Linked DNA regions of Cricetulus griseus: region 1 is linked to region 2. The links are chromatin contacts, called in public Hi-C maps. All regions are on one chromosome and are shown on one strand. The core of a region is the stretch at or near the end of the contact, and the rest is flanking DNA. Distances in the headings are between cores, read along the strand shown. Region 1 holds the start of Zbtb37 (zinc finger and BTB domain-containing protein 37). Region 2 overlaps Slc9c2 (sodium/hydrogen exchanger 11).

Region 1 (7,291 bases), core at 1,064-3,563, 160 kb before region 2:
CAGACATTCAACCCTGCTGAAAGAGCAAACCATATTCTTAGCACCAGTTTTACTCCTTTCGTGCTTTCTAGCTCAAACATCCCTAAAAATGTAAAATCTCCTGGCCAGGAGTGCCAGGTACACATAACATAATTTTAACACCTGGCACCAAGGCAGGAGAATCCATCTACATAAGTGAAAACTTGTCTCAGAAAAAAAAAAATTGAAATCTCCATATATGAAGAGGTACCTTCCTCATGATGCTTGGATATAGAAATAGAATTGCCAAAAGGTGTTTTGTTTTGTTAGCAACAAGGTTTCACTCTAAGGCAGCCCTCAAACTTGTGCCAATGCTCCTGATCTAACCTCCCCAGTGCCAGTATTACCGTGAGCAGCTAAGCCTGGCATGAGGTGTTTTAGGTCTCACAGTAAAATGCAATTAAAACAACCAAAAAGTGATTGCTAGACTGCTAAAAATTCAAGCTACAACCATACTTTATTTATTTATTTATTGTTTTTTCTCTGTGTAGCTTTGGAGCTTATCCTGGCACTCGCTCTGGAGACCAGGCTGGCCTCGAACTCACAGAGATCCGCCTGTCTCTGCCTCCCTAGTGCTGGGATTAAAGGGGTGTGCCACCAACGTCCGGCCAACCATACTTTATTAATAAGCTATATAGTATCAAGATAATTCATCAAGGAGGGGAATCAAACACAAGGATTTCAGATCGCATACAAAAATCCACTATCTTTTTTTAGATGAAATAAATTTTAGAATAAATATAATTATACACAGGTTGATTATAATTTACACGGGGCCCAGGCTGTTTATGACTATAAAGTGACTAATTTCTTATGTGAATGGTCAGTATTATCACTTTTTTTCGAGACAGGGTTTCTCTGTGTAGCTAGTCCTGTCCTGGAACTTGCTCCGTAGAGCAGGCTAGCCTGTAACTCAAGAGATCTACTCCCTCTGCCTCCCCTGGGATTAAGCCACTACACACCCAGCATTTGTTTGTTTGAGACCTGTCTAGGTAGCTCTGGCTATTCCTGGGAACTCACTATGTAGATCAGGCTGGTCTCTAACTCAGAGATCTGACTATCTCTGCTGAGATTTAAAGAATGTTAACAGGTGTGCCATCACCGCCATGCCAGGCTAGGCAAAAATTAAGTAAATCTTTCTTTCTCTAGCTACTAAGTCTTTCTCTTCCCAACAAACTCGAGGTTGGTAATTCCAAAGTGGCAATGCTACCTTAATTCAAGGGAGTTGGTTCCCCAAAGCTGACAATAAAGCCTGAAATTTCACACTAAAAGACTGCAACTGCATCAAACAGTCTCAGTTGAGGGTAGCTCGGATGTATCACGACGACTGTGGCTCACTGTGCATCCCATTCATCTCTAAATTTATGAGACTACACATCAGGAAGGTCCTGAGAAGCTCACATCATCAGCCCGCATTTACAACATTCATTGAGTAAACAGGGAAGTGCAAACACTGCTTTCAAGTAGCAACTTTAACCAATCTGACCTTTTTCCAAAGCGTTATTGTTTGTTTTGAAACTTTTAATCCATTAAGAGCCTCTGTCGATGCCATCACGAATTCAGATGTTTATTTTGGAGCCTACACCAGCGCCTTTTTGTTTGCTCTTTCCAGCAATTCCCCAGTGAGGAGGAAGCCCCTGAAGTAAAGTCTTTCTCTAGCGTCGGCACTGGAGGGGCGAGAGCTGTAAAAGGGAGAATCGGGAACGCTTGGGGTTGGCCAGTCAGGTACTGGAGCAGCTTCCGTGTTAAGTCAGGGAGCAAGGGAGAAGGGGACCTTGCGAAGCGGGAAGGGAGATGGCACAGAACCCGGGCAAAGAGAGCAGGCGCACAGGTGAGGCGCGGGAGGGGGAAGGGGGCGGCGCCCCGGGACCCGGTTCAGGGCGGCGGAGGCAGCCGCGGTGGGGGTGTGTCTGGGTGTGTCCCCGCCGCGGGGTCCTGAGGGAGGGGCTCGCAAGGGGGCGGGCCCGCAAGCTCTGCAGCCCCGAGCCAAAGAGGCGGGGAAGGTCGCCGAGCGCTGGGAGGGGAGGTGGGGCGGAGCGGCTGCACGCCCCAGGAGCTGGCTGCAGCCGAGACGCGGCCAAGGAGCGTCCGGTATAGGCTAATGGGGCGGGGGAGCGGGGCCCGAGCCCAGTCAAGGAACAGCACCTACCTCCGGGGGTGGAAATGGGCCGGAATGGGCCGGAACACCGTCCCGGAAGTGAAACCCCCCGCCCCCCTCCTCCGGAGCGGGCGACGTGCCGGAAGGAAATCAGTCACCCTCACACCGCCCCTCCCCCAGCGCCTTCCTTGCGGGAGCCCCCTCCCCTCAGCCCTGACTCCTCAGGGAGGCGGAGGCCGGGCTCGACGTGCTCGCGGCGACTCCGCCCTCCAGGCGCGGGAGGGCGGGGCCGGCGGGAGAGCTTGAGAGCGGGAAAGAGGCGGGGCTTGAGGAGGAGTCTGAGAGACGGGGCGGGACTTAAGAGGACGCAGCGGAGGGCCGTGCGTCGTGACGTCAAGGAGACCTTATATACAGGACTCAGCCGCCATATCGGCCTTTCGGAGCTGTGAGGCGACTGCGGGCAGGTAAGAGTCCTTGGTGGTTTGGTAATTTTAGGCCTTGTTGGCTAGTCTTTTGCAGGTGGAGCCGCCTCAAGCTGGAGGACGCTTAGCAATGAGTTTTAAGGCCCATGAGATGGAGATTACGGTAGCTTGGCGTTGCATGCATGCTTGCGCGACCCACATGGTGGTATTGGGCTTGTTAAGAGTCTCCGTTGGAAACTCGGCACCCATGTTCTCGCTATGATGAAGGCTATGTTGGTAGGGACAACTGACCTTGTTGATGAATACCAACGGCTCTGATGGCGGAGCATGCTGAGTCACCGCGAGAGGCCTTCATTTTTTTTCGGGCGTGCGTTTGAGGAACGCAGAGCCCTACGGGCTGATTTTAGAGACCACGAGGTTGAAGGCGTTCGCTGACACTGCCTCAGGCCTTTGTGAGTGGCCACTAACAAAGCCTGCAGCTGAGCCATGGGAAGGACCTGTGGTAGAAATTAAGGTTCCAATTTTAATAGTTGTCTTATGAGGCTTACACATCTTTTTTGTGTGAATAAAACTGGTAGTTAAAATTGGGAAAGGCCCGTGGCAGAAGTTTAAAGTGCCTGTTTTAATGCAGTTCGTTTGTGGGGCTTACGAGTAAAACTGGTAGTTGAAAGACAACTAAATTAGCAAATCTTCTTTAGGAATGGTGCCGTGGACCTCTCTGGGGCTCTTTCTGGCATATCATAGACAGGTAAGAACTGATGGAAGGCGGGAGGGTGTTAAAAAACCCTGTTAAAGCCCATGATGGTATGAGAGTAGTGGACAGAAGGGATTTCTGAAAAACACTGTTCTGAGGCTTTAATGCTAGTAGAGGAAAGGGAAGGTGCTGTGAAGAGGGAGTCTCATTGTGGACATCTTTGTTTTTTTCCAGTTTTGGGGCAAAGACGGATGAAGGATGAGGTAAGTACTGAAATGTGCAGTGAGGAAATTTCGAAAGGACAGTGCCGCAATGATGACACTATATTTGCTACTCTTGACAGTGGGATGACGATAACCATAAACCACCGTAATTGTAACTGAGGCATACGGGATGACTTTGGATGGTTTCTTACAGAATAAACAGAATTTACATTTAGCTTTTATTTTTTTCAGGATTTATGGAAGAACCTGGATTAACCATGGGTAAGAAACATTTTGGTGTATATATGTCCCATTGGAAAGAGTGATACCTGTTACCCAAAGGAAAGATTGGCAGATAAGCAACAATTGGGGGTCCCTAAGCCAACAATCTGATGTAGACAGAAACCCATGCATCTAATGCTTTGAAGATGGAACCAGGGAGATGTAAGGCCAAGTAGGTCGTTGGCTGTGGTTTGAAGAGGGTCTATGGATTTGTGAGAACTAGTTCTCTCTGTCTTTATCCAATGCCATAATGGTGTATGGTAGGCCTGATGTATGCTCTGGGTCTCAACCTTACAGAGTGCTCAGTCAGCCCATGTAGGGTAGATAGAGGTTATCACTACTGGGTTATAGGAAATGCTGTTAAAATCAGGGTCTTGACAGGTGTTGGCACACTAATCTCTGGGATGCAGACCTGAGTTCAGGCCAGTCTAGTTGAGTTCCAGCATAGTCAGATCTATAGAGGAACCCTGTCTCTAAAATGGTAGTTGTTATTCTTTTGTTTAAAAAGAAGAAAAGAGAAATATTGAGACAGACATATTGACTATAAGTTTATTATAAGGACTGGCAGAATGGGTAGACTAAGAAGAGTAACAGGGTAATGGCTGACCGCCATGGCCGGTCGCCATAGAGAGACAGAGCGGGGGAAACAGAGAGAGGGGACAGAGCAGGAACAGGGGGAGAGAGAGAGAGAGCAGGGGCCTATCTTTTAAAGGGGTCCTCTGCACCTTTGTGCAGACTTCTTTCCCATGGAACCTTGGGCTGACCAGGGTATTGCCTGAGTGGATTCCACCAGGTAACAGGGGCAGGCCAGCATAATGCCTGAACCTTTCAGTTCAGGTTAGCATGGTTAGCAGACTTAAATCACGTAGGGGGTTCACCATTTTGTCAGTTTTCTGGTGGTTGAGTACTGACCTAATTTTAACTCTTAACTTTAGGTACTTTTACTGGAAAATTAAAGATGAAATGTAAGTAGAGTTAAAGGATTGTAGATAATGGGCAAACATGGCTTGGTATGGTTTTTTGCATAGCAAGTACTCTTGCTATGTGTTTTGGCCTGCATGATGACAAGCAAATGCTGACTAACATGAAGCTCTTAATTAGCTCTATCTGATCCGGGCTTGGTTAGGTTTTGGTGGGACAAATTATCTTTTTTGACTGGGCTGAAATTCTGAATTTTTTTTAGGTGTTCAAGTTGTCTGGACAGCTTTTCATTTGAGTAAGTATTGGAATCCAACACCGGCTATAGGCCAGTTTAGAGAGGCATGCCACGCTTGTGGATGTCAGACATCTGCGTGTGTTGTCTCGTGAATGTGTTAGGTTTAGTTGGACTATGCTCTAATCGGGGTTTTTGTAATGATGTTGATCCAAATGTCTGACCTGAAAATAACATACATGTAGACAGCAAATTAAACACTGAAGAACCCTGTGACAGGCAACTAAGAATAATTGGATGATGCTTAGCATATTTGTAAGAGGTGTTTTCTTTTAATTCTAGCAACTGGTTGCATGTTTGCATTTGGATGGCTTGCTTTGGTAAGAAGCTAGTTACTGGGCTCTTGGTTTATGCTAATGAGCAGGGTTATTTGCAGTATTATGCAACAGTTAATTCTTAGTACTTAATTTTTTATGTCCAATTTGGCCTTTTAAATTACCTATTTTATTTAGGTAGGAGTACTCTACTTACATACCAGAAGAGGGCATCGGATCCCATGATGGAGCTACCACATGGTTACTTGAGAACCCTGGACCACTGGAAGAGCAATTGACATTCTAAATGAAGGTAAGGAAGCCCCTTTTTTGCAGACTCAACTGTTTAGGGATATATGCTACTGTTAGTGATGATGTATAAAGCTAAACAGATGGGAATCTCTCTGAATAAGATTGAAGATTAATTCTTAAGCTGAAACAGTAGTTACAAATTTGTGTAGGTGTCTACTTCATAAATCTGTTTGTAAATGGAATTGAATTTCTGTAGGCTATCAGCATGGTTCCGGTTGAATGAAGGCACAGACAAGGTTTTCTACAATGGTAAGTTTCTTGGCTGACCAAATATGTGCATGTATGAAAGTGTTTAGACAATTCCCCAATAAATGCCGATACTGTGATGATAACATAGTTCAGCAGACTTAACCTGATGAACAATCCTAAGTCTTTCGCTCCTATCTGACGTATCTGGCTGTAGTGGTTTAAATTGCTAGTACAATGTGGAAGTTGTGATTTGGTGTAAGGCCTGGCCTTAGCTTTTAGGCTTTGGTCTCAATCACATAAGTCCTGGCTATTGTTTAGAGTGTAGTTTCTTAGGTATGGTGGTTACAACTATAAGATTTCAAGATAGGCCTCTTGGCAAGAGAATTGTTTGAAAGCTACTGTCCAAAGAGTAGTGTGAACTGAACTGAGCAGTTAAATTTTTGGGCTAATAATTTTTTTTTCTTCAAACAGATCAGATCCTTCATTTTGAATCTCAAGGTAAGTCACCTTGGGTTTTGTAAAGATTCTATTTGGCCTGTAACCAGTGATGTGATGATTCTGCCAAATGATACATAGTGATATCACCTTTAAAACCGTTCCATTTTATTTCTGAGGTTACTATAGTAATATGTAACCTACAACTAGTCTAAGCAAGATAGACATTTTTTTCTTTTTTCTTTTTAGAGCTCCTGTGGCAGAAATGGACTTGCAATTCAGTCATTTTCACCTTACTATTTAAAAGGTGAGAATTGGAGATAGTAACTAGGAGGGCAGCTGGGGATAAAAATACTAACCTTAAACCTATTCCAGAATATGTGATGATTCACCACAACTTGAACTCTCTCACTGATTACTTGATGACAGCAAAAGATCTGATATTCTGTGTAACCTATTATAATTTAAATTAAAATGTAGAAATCTGCCTAACCAGGTACCTCTGTTGCAGGTGACTGGCTGGCTGGCTCGAGGCTCAGGAAGAAGATACTTAAAAGGTGTAATCCCTTAATAATATCAAAATAAATTGAATTAAATATATACAAAGTGTGTGCATTTTGCTTTCTAATTAGCATAGGGCCAACTTATGGGGTATTTACCACAGAGATCAATAGAAAGTTAGCTGGCCAGGTAGGTGGTGGTGCTCACGCCTTTAAGCCTAGCAGAGGCAGGCTGATCCAGCCTGGTCTATGCTAGTTCCAGCTCATCCTCCAAAACCTCAGAAACCAAAAAAGCAAAAGGTTTTAACTGGCCAGTAACCAACCACTTCATTGTAAGATCAGGATGAGCTTTCAAGAAGCACAATGATGTCCTGGCTTGACATTAACAAGAACAGTTGTGTCAGAGGTCTGGGCTCTTGGTTTAGGTGACTGGTGTAGTAGCCTGTTAGAAAAGAAGGATCAAATAGCATTACAGTGTGGTGTGCCCTGGAAGGTTATGGCTGATTAAACTTTTGGCAGTTTTACCTGTAGTTTTGGCTCCTCTTGAATCTCAAACCAGGCTGGCCTCTCATCAGCTTGCCTCTGCCTCCTGAGTGTTGGGATATGCCAACCATGATGCAGCTGAAAATTAAATTCCTGGGGTTAGTGGGAGACAAGTGGAAACATGCTTG
Region 2 (7,049 bases), core at 2,862-5,361:
AGAAAAACAAAACCATACCACAGTAAATCAAAATAAAATGCTTGAAAATCAACAATACAGAACAAAACCCTCAACAGCAGCCAGAGGACATGGTAAAGATGTTTATTATATAATAACAATTAGAGAAACCTCTTCAGAAACATGAAGATACAACCCAAAAGACATCAAAGTAACTTTTTCTTTTTTTTAAAAAGAGCATTAGAAGAAAAGGACTGTCAGGTTAGACTTCTACACTCAGTATCTTGAAGGCAAGGTGAAACAGAGGCTTTCTCAAATATGGATTTCTCATTCAGATGGAAGTTTGGATGTGCAATTTGATCTACCCAATCCCCTGGCAACTACTAATCTAATTTTGTTGCCTGAGGGTTTGTCTGCTCTGGACAAACCATACAATGCAATAGTCCTTCTTTACTCATGGTCTGTTTCAAGAAGCTCAGCACTCGTCTGAGACTACATATAATATGGAGTCCTAGATACAATGTTTTGTCTTACAGATTCACATCTATGAGAAAACTCACTTTATAAATTAGCCTCATTAAGAAGGTAACAGCAATATCTAATAACCAACCAGAAAAATTAAAACAATATATTGTAATTAGCTATTTTAAAACCCATGGATTGTTTATTTCTGAAAATTTTCATTTTCTATTTTGGGACCACAGTTGGCCTCAGAGAATGGAAATGATGGCGAGTAGGATGACAGCCATACCAGGCCAGTGTACACGGCTTTTGTGTCCGGCGCCTTTTACTTACAAGGTTCTCAGGGTTCATTGTGCTGCAATTGGATCAGCATTCCTTTCTGTGGAGGGATACTGTCCTGCTAGAGGGGTATAGCCACCTGCATTTATTTACTCATTAGCTGACAAACCACCGAGTTGTTGCGAATAATGCTAAACATTCATATACAAACATCCATGTATGTACAATTGCTCACTTATATTTTATACTCTTCCCTTTCCTTCTGAGACAGGGTTTCTGTCTGCAGTTCTGACTGTTCTGGAACTCACCTACTATATAGACCAGGCTGGCCTCAAACTCAACAGAGACCCTCCTGCCTCTGTCTCCCAGCTCTGGGATTTAAGGCATGTGCCACAACACCTGGCTATTTCCCACTTTCCTAAAATGAGCTTCTTCTGGGCTCTGATGTTTATTCAAGTTAAATGTGGTATCCTAAGATCTGTCTCGTCCAGAAGCTTAAAAATGTTTCAGGCAAGGAAGGTAGAAGCCTCAGCAGATAAAGCGTTTGCCACACAAAGCATGAGGACAGTAGTTGCGATCATTCGGCACCCACTTCAAAGCCAGGTAGATGCAGTGGTTTACCTGTAATCCCTGTGTGGGGAGAGCAGAGACCAAGAATCCCTAGAGCAAGATGGCAAACCAGACTAGCTGAAACAGAGCGCACTGGGGTCAGTGAGAGACTTTGCCTCAATATGTGGGGGGACAGTGATTGAGGAAGACAGTTAATGTCGACCTCAGGCCCCTCATACACGTCGTGTCCATGTGCACAGGTGTGAATACATAGAGGTAACCAGATTCATGGATATGCAAACAGAAAGTAAAAGGAATGGAACAAATATTGGAGGTGGTGGACATGTAAAAGTTGGCTTTAATTGCCAACTTGTCACAAGCTAGAGTCATCTGAGAAGAGAGTACCCATGTGGGATTGTCTAATAAAGTTGGCCTGTACACCTGTGTGTGTGTGTGTGTGTGTGTGTGTGTGTGTGTGTGTGTGTGGTTGTCTTGATTATGAATTAATTGTTACAGAAAAACCCAGCCCAGTGTGGTGGTACCATTCCCTAGGCAGGGGATAAATATACAGAGGCGGCTGAGTACAAGTAAGTATGCATGCATCGATTTTGATAGCCCGTGTGATGTGACTGGATGCTCTAAATTCCCGATGTCTTGACTTCCCTGTTATGATGGACTATAGCTTGGAATTGTGAACTAAAATAAACCCTTTGTCTTGTAAGTTGCTTTTTGTCAGGATTTATTTTTAATCACAGCAACAGAAATAAAACTAGGTCAGGGCAACATAAGGGGTGCTCCCATTACCTTCCTTTGCATCCAAAAAGTCAGAAGGCTTAGCACAAAATTTAAAACATGTTGTCTGTGATTGTTTCACATATTCATGCCAGTCATGATCACCTTCTTTCTTTCTTCCTTCCTTCCTTTCTTTTTTTTTCTTTTCCCCTAGCATGTTGTAGCTCACCTCTGTTTTCTATGCAGGAGCACCACATTGAATTATACTTTGTGTTTCCATTCCCAGGCATTTCTAAGATGTACACTGACATTATCAGAGGAGAGTCACTGATCATTTGTAGTTTCACGTGCATTTTCTTCGGCATCTTCCGGGGCCAAACACCTAACGTTTCCATGTTCAGGGGTAAGATCATTGTGTTTTGCCCACATATTATCTAAAATTATTCTTGTTGAAATGAAAGTGCATTTGTCTTTGTAGCTTTCTCTATACATTGCTATTGGACCAATTAAAATGATTAAGTTAGATAACAAGAAAATAATTACCATCTTTGCATTTTTACAGATCACTGCAGCACGAAGTGTACATTTTATGACTAGTGAAATGCAAACAGGTGTATACAAGAGAGCTGGAGAGAGGAAGGGAAGGGGGAAATGATATAATTTTATAAGCTCAAAAAAGGAAAAGAAATAATTAAAATAATAGTAATAAAACCCTTTATTCCTCTCCCCTAGCATGCACGCACATATACACATTATGTCATCTGGCTTAGGCTATCTCTTGTGCTAGGATCATTATGTTTCTCAGCCAGTGGATGTTAAGAGTTGACTTGTCATAGATTTGATGATGAAAACAGACTATTCATCTAGTATTGGTAGAACAACCCTGAGAATGACAATAGCTGGATTTGTGTGGCTAATGGTCACTGGAATGTGGAATGTTTCCTTGACAGGTTTCTAGATGTTGTACTAGTAGCTAGAGGAGAAAGGGGAAAATCAAATCATAGCATGAAGGGAAAAGTTGTCCTGTACAGAGAAATCCTGATTAGAGGCACTGCTGATCACGCCTGCTTGGGCGTGGTCAGAGTTACATAACACAGGTTTAAGAAGGAGGGGGGCTCATGAGGCTCTCTTTTGCCTGGCTGAGCTGACTGGGAAGGATTTCAGGGTCCTTCCTGCTCAGGTGCAAACCTGGTGACTGGCTCCCTTGAGTGAGTGATTACTTTTTCCCAGTAAACCATTGTTTATCAATCTATGCTGACTCCACTTTGTAAATGTCAATATCCTCTTGTAATGTATTTGTGGCAGCTGCAAGAGGAGGGTGGAAAGGCCTGAAAGCAGAAAGGCATTTGCAGTGCTTATCAATGAAGGAGCTGTGGTAATTTGGGTAGACAATTCAGAAATGATTTATTAGCATATACTAATTATGCATAAAATGGGTTTCATTATGGCATTTTCATATAGGTACATAATATATTTCAATTACATTCACCCTGTCAGGCTCTCTTGCCTCTTTATCACTCCCATTAATCCTCTTTTCAACTAGCTCCTCTACTTAATGTCTTTTTGTGTGTGACCCAGGTTTCAATGGGATTGGCAGGAGTGTGGGTGGGAGTTTGTTTACATCCCTGGAGAAATTGATGTTAAGTTGTAGACTGTCCCAGAAAGACAAGCCTCCTTTTCCGACTTCCGCCTGGCACTCTTCTCTGCTGAAGAATAACCCTGTTCACAAGCCTGAAGAACAAACCCAAGTGCTATCAGTGAAAAACAAACAAACAAGCAAGCAAACTCCCAGACGCTAAACTCAAGTTTTCCTTTCTCATCTTCTCTCCTTTCTTTTACTTTTAGAGTTACATGTAATCATTGGGCTCAGCTTCGATATCTTTGGAAGCACAATTTGTGGATATTGGTGTACAAGAATCATTCGGATTATATTGACCGACCTTTTTAGCAACACGCTGACCAACGTTGTTCTCTGCTTTTCACTGGTGTACATGACTTTCTACCTTGGTAAGGCAAACGAGCGCAAAACCTGCTGTCCCCCCGGGAAAGCGTATGATGGATGAATCTTGGTTCTGCCCTGTTCCTTACTCCAGATGCTTCTTCACAACAACTTCCGCCTCTTTGCAGTCTCCTTTCTGTTTTGTCACATGACTTCTCCTCTCCATGGTCTCCAGTTCTCTCCTGCCCTCTCTTAGTATCCTCCTCATCGTAAACTCCGCGTCTTTCCTCTTTGCACTCCCCCCTCTGGGTACCCTTACCCCTTTGCGCTCTGTTCTCTAACCCTATAGGCAGTCCCTGGCAGATCCCTACGAGGACACGGAGTTCGTTTCTGTTCTGATTCTTGAGCAGCTCACCTGTAAAATGGGAAAGTTGGCAGAGAAGCTCCTGAGGTCTTTCCCAGCTCACTTAGTAAGCCGAGAAGGCTGTTGAAGTGCCGAGCTTTCCTTCCATCTAGAAGGCAGGAAAGGAGAGGGAGAGGTCAGGGTGTTTCTGAATGGAGAAGCTGGGGCCGGGCAGTTAGCTCAGTCCCGCAAAATTGGGACGTGAAGTGTTACAGTTCCCATGAGCCATAGTAACTACGACCGAACTGCTTTTGCTCTCATCCCATCCAGTGGAGCAACTTCAGCCAACTAAGATTTCAGATTTTAAGAGCTCTTTACACGCCCAGTTACGGAAAAGCACTGTTTTCCTTATAATATATCGCCACCTAGTGGTTGCTTATTGCCCTGAGCCAGTCAAACTGGAGAAAACATTCACAGAGGGTTCGTTTCCTCGGCTTTTCTTTCCTCCTCTGTCAAAGTTATGTGGATGGGTGCCTTATCTTCAAAAGAGATTCCGTTCCATCTTTCCCTCTCCCTAACCAGATCGTGAGCACCTGGAGCATGAGTGGGACTCATAGTCAGCTCTTGCTCTCTGTTTTGCCTCTTTGCAGCCAAGCTTAGAGTTTGTCAAATGCCTGACATGATAATTGAATAAAGCAATATTCATTCTCAAAAAGTTTTTGAGTAAGAAGACTCCAGATAGACTTCATCAATCAGTGACCTTGTAGACTAGGTTTCAATATTTAGAGCCCAGTGAACTACCCTTTAGTCGGGCATTGGGGAGCCGGGGGTGGGGGGGTAAGGGAGGGCAAAAGCTCCAAGAAGCTGTGAGTTCCCTCAGCAATTCCTGCATACAGGCGGCTCAGTGTCCCCGAGGTGCTGAGCTAACTACTTTCCCCACTAACCCTAGCCTCGGTGAGATGTAAGGCTGGCAAACTGGGTCACTGCTCTTCGCTAAAAATAGCTTTGCAAAAAGAACAGAATAAAAGAAAATAAATATCTCGTGGAGATGAAGATGATACGAAGTTGAAAGTCCACAGTGTTTTGTTGGCTTGTTTGCATGCTGTCTCTGGCTTCTTTTACAGAATAATAGCTAAGGGAAGTAGCGGTGACAGGTCCCTCTGGCCCGTTACAGAAGAAACCTTGCTATTTCCCTATTTCCTGATCTACAGTATTAGGCTAATTCCTTGAAGCGACATTCTAAACAAGAAACACCACTTCTAGCTTTCCTATGATCTTTACTCAGCACACACTAGTGCGCAGATTTAATTGTTTTTAATTTTAACGCATTTTCTCTCTCTCTTCCCAGTGGAATATTTCGGAATGTCGGGCATTGTTGCTTTGGTCACGGTGGGCCTGAATTTAGATTCGTTAAGCTTTAAACCGAGGATGGAATTCATAATTACTAAGTGAGTTTTCTGCTGCATATTCAGTATAAATCTCATAGGATTTTGGTGCTAAATCAGTTGTGTCTTCAAGGAGGCTAAGACAATTCCATATATATATACATTTTTTTCTATCTGTAAAGTCTTAATGTGTCAACAATGATCAGCATTACTGATATTTTTATTCTGAGTAAAGAATCAGTGGTCCAGAGACTGCAGTGGCTTCTCTATGTTTCTGTGATAGAGTTATACTTTGAATTGTGGGTTTTTTCCTTCATGTCATACTTGGGTGACACCATCCTGATGTGAGAAGAAAGTCAGAAGGGAAGGAAGGAAGGAAGGAAGGAAGGAAGGAAGGAAGGGAGGGAGGGAGGGAGGGAGGAAGGAAGGAAGGAAGGAAGGAAGGAAGGAAGGAGTCACAGTGAGTTGCATCACCAGCAAAACTCTTACCCAGGCTTCCCTCACGGATGGGGCATAGATCAGTGTCTTCTCAGACCAATGGATTAGCCCTTCTCTGAGAAACAATGCTAAATCGCAGAATTGTTCAGAATCCAGACACCAAGTCTCACTCTACTAAAGAAATTCTCATCTCAAATGAAAGCAGATGTGGACCATACACCCTAACCTTGATTTTTCTCATGAAAATTTGTTCAATGTAAAAGTTGTTTTGAAATAATGTTCCTTCCTATTTTTTTGTGTGTGTTTAGATTATCCTATAAAAATAAATACCAGTGATAGAGGACGGTATGGTATTTTTTTTCTTTTTGGTAAAAATGAAACAAAATTGGCACCTATAACTTTTGTTACTTTGATGTGTTTGTGAATGAAGCTTGGAACTAACTGTTTCAGAAGGCTTATTGCTTGATGCAGCCACCGAACTTGGGTATGCTCTTCAACATTATTGCAATTACTCATTGTGTCCACTCAAGTGTTTATTCTTTTTTAAAAAATATTTATATTTAATGTATGAGTGCTCTGATGTATACCTACACACCAGAATAAGGCACCATGTGCTATTACAGATGGTTGTGAGCCATTATGTGGTTGCTGGGAATTGAACTTAGGACCTCTGGAAGAGTAGCCAGTCTCTCTCTAGCACCTCAATTGTTTATTCTTTTACTTAAGCCACTAATCTTTTCATGTCTGCTATGGCTTGGCTGTTGAATTTTAAGCCTGACACAATGAGAATAAGGCATTTTCCAAAAAACAAATAAGCAAACAAACACCAACAAACAAAACAAACCTATGCTACTATTAAATGGCATACTTGTTTATATAAAAAATACTAATGATAAGTGTTCTAAAATTATGATTTTGGGGAGTCTTATTATATGCACAGGCATTTTTAGGCCCTATGGAGATA

The links. Hi-C and Micro-C count contacts between places; a contact is called where the count stands out from the background.
Region 1: a Hi-C map of the CHO-K1 cell line shows a contact between it and region 2, with 5 times the contacts expected there. The contact joins the promoter of Zbtb37 here to the enhancer-like site in region 2. A contact is called at or near these places in 3 of 8 Hi-C or Micro-C datasets (the CHK-Q cell line, the CHL-YN cell line and the CHO-K1 cell line).

What each region holds. Positions count from the first base shown.
Region 1 is chr5:31,026,960-31,034,250 of CriGri-PICRH-1.0, reverse strand. It overlaps Zbtb37 (zinc finger and BTB domain-containing protein 37), which reads right to left and starts at 2,313. Exons shown (of 6, transcript XR_004770334.1): 1 at 2,168-2,313; 2 at 1,505-1,700; 3 at 1-13. LOC103160181 (a long non-coding RNA gene) reads left to right here and starts at 2,481. Exons shown (of 12, transcript XR_003485670.2): 1 at 2,481-2,580; 2 at 3,237-3,286; 3 at 3,467-3,495; 4 at 3,688-3,717; 5 at 4,653-4,682; 6 at 4,901-4,933; 7 at 5,213-5,250; 8 at 5,383-5,497; 9 at 5,693-5,745; 10 at 6,157-6,183; 11 at 6,370-6,427; 12 at 6,632-6,720. LOC113833701 (a small nucleolar RNA gene) reads left to right here and starts at 3,538; the gene lies at 3,538-3,619. It overlaps LOC113833698 (a small nucleolar RNA gene), which reads left to right and starts at 3,332; the gene lies at 3,332-3,393. It also overlaps LOC113833687, LOC113833702, LOC113833686, LOC113833691, LOC113833685 and LOC113833697, and 1 more gene.
Region 2 is chr5:30,871,958-30,879,006 of CriGri-PICRH-1.0, reverse strand. It overlaps Slc9c2 (sodium/hydrogen exchanger 11), which reads left to right. Exons shown (of 25, transcript XM_035445820.1): 5 at 2,267-2,383; 6 at 3,826-3,987; 7 at 5,611-5,710. Among named protein-coding and RNA genes, the nearest start is that of Slc9c2, 12 kb to the left of the region's middle. Within about 2 kb of position 4,111, at least 1 of the 6 cell types and tissues checked has open chromatin away from gene starts, as enhancers often do.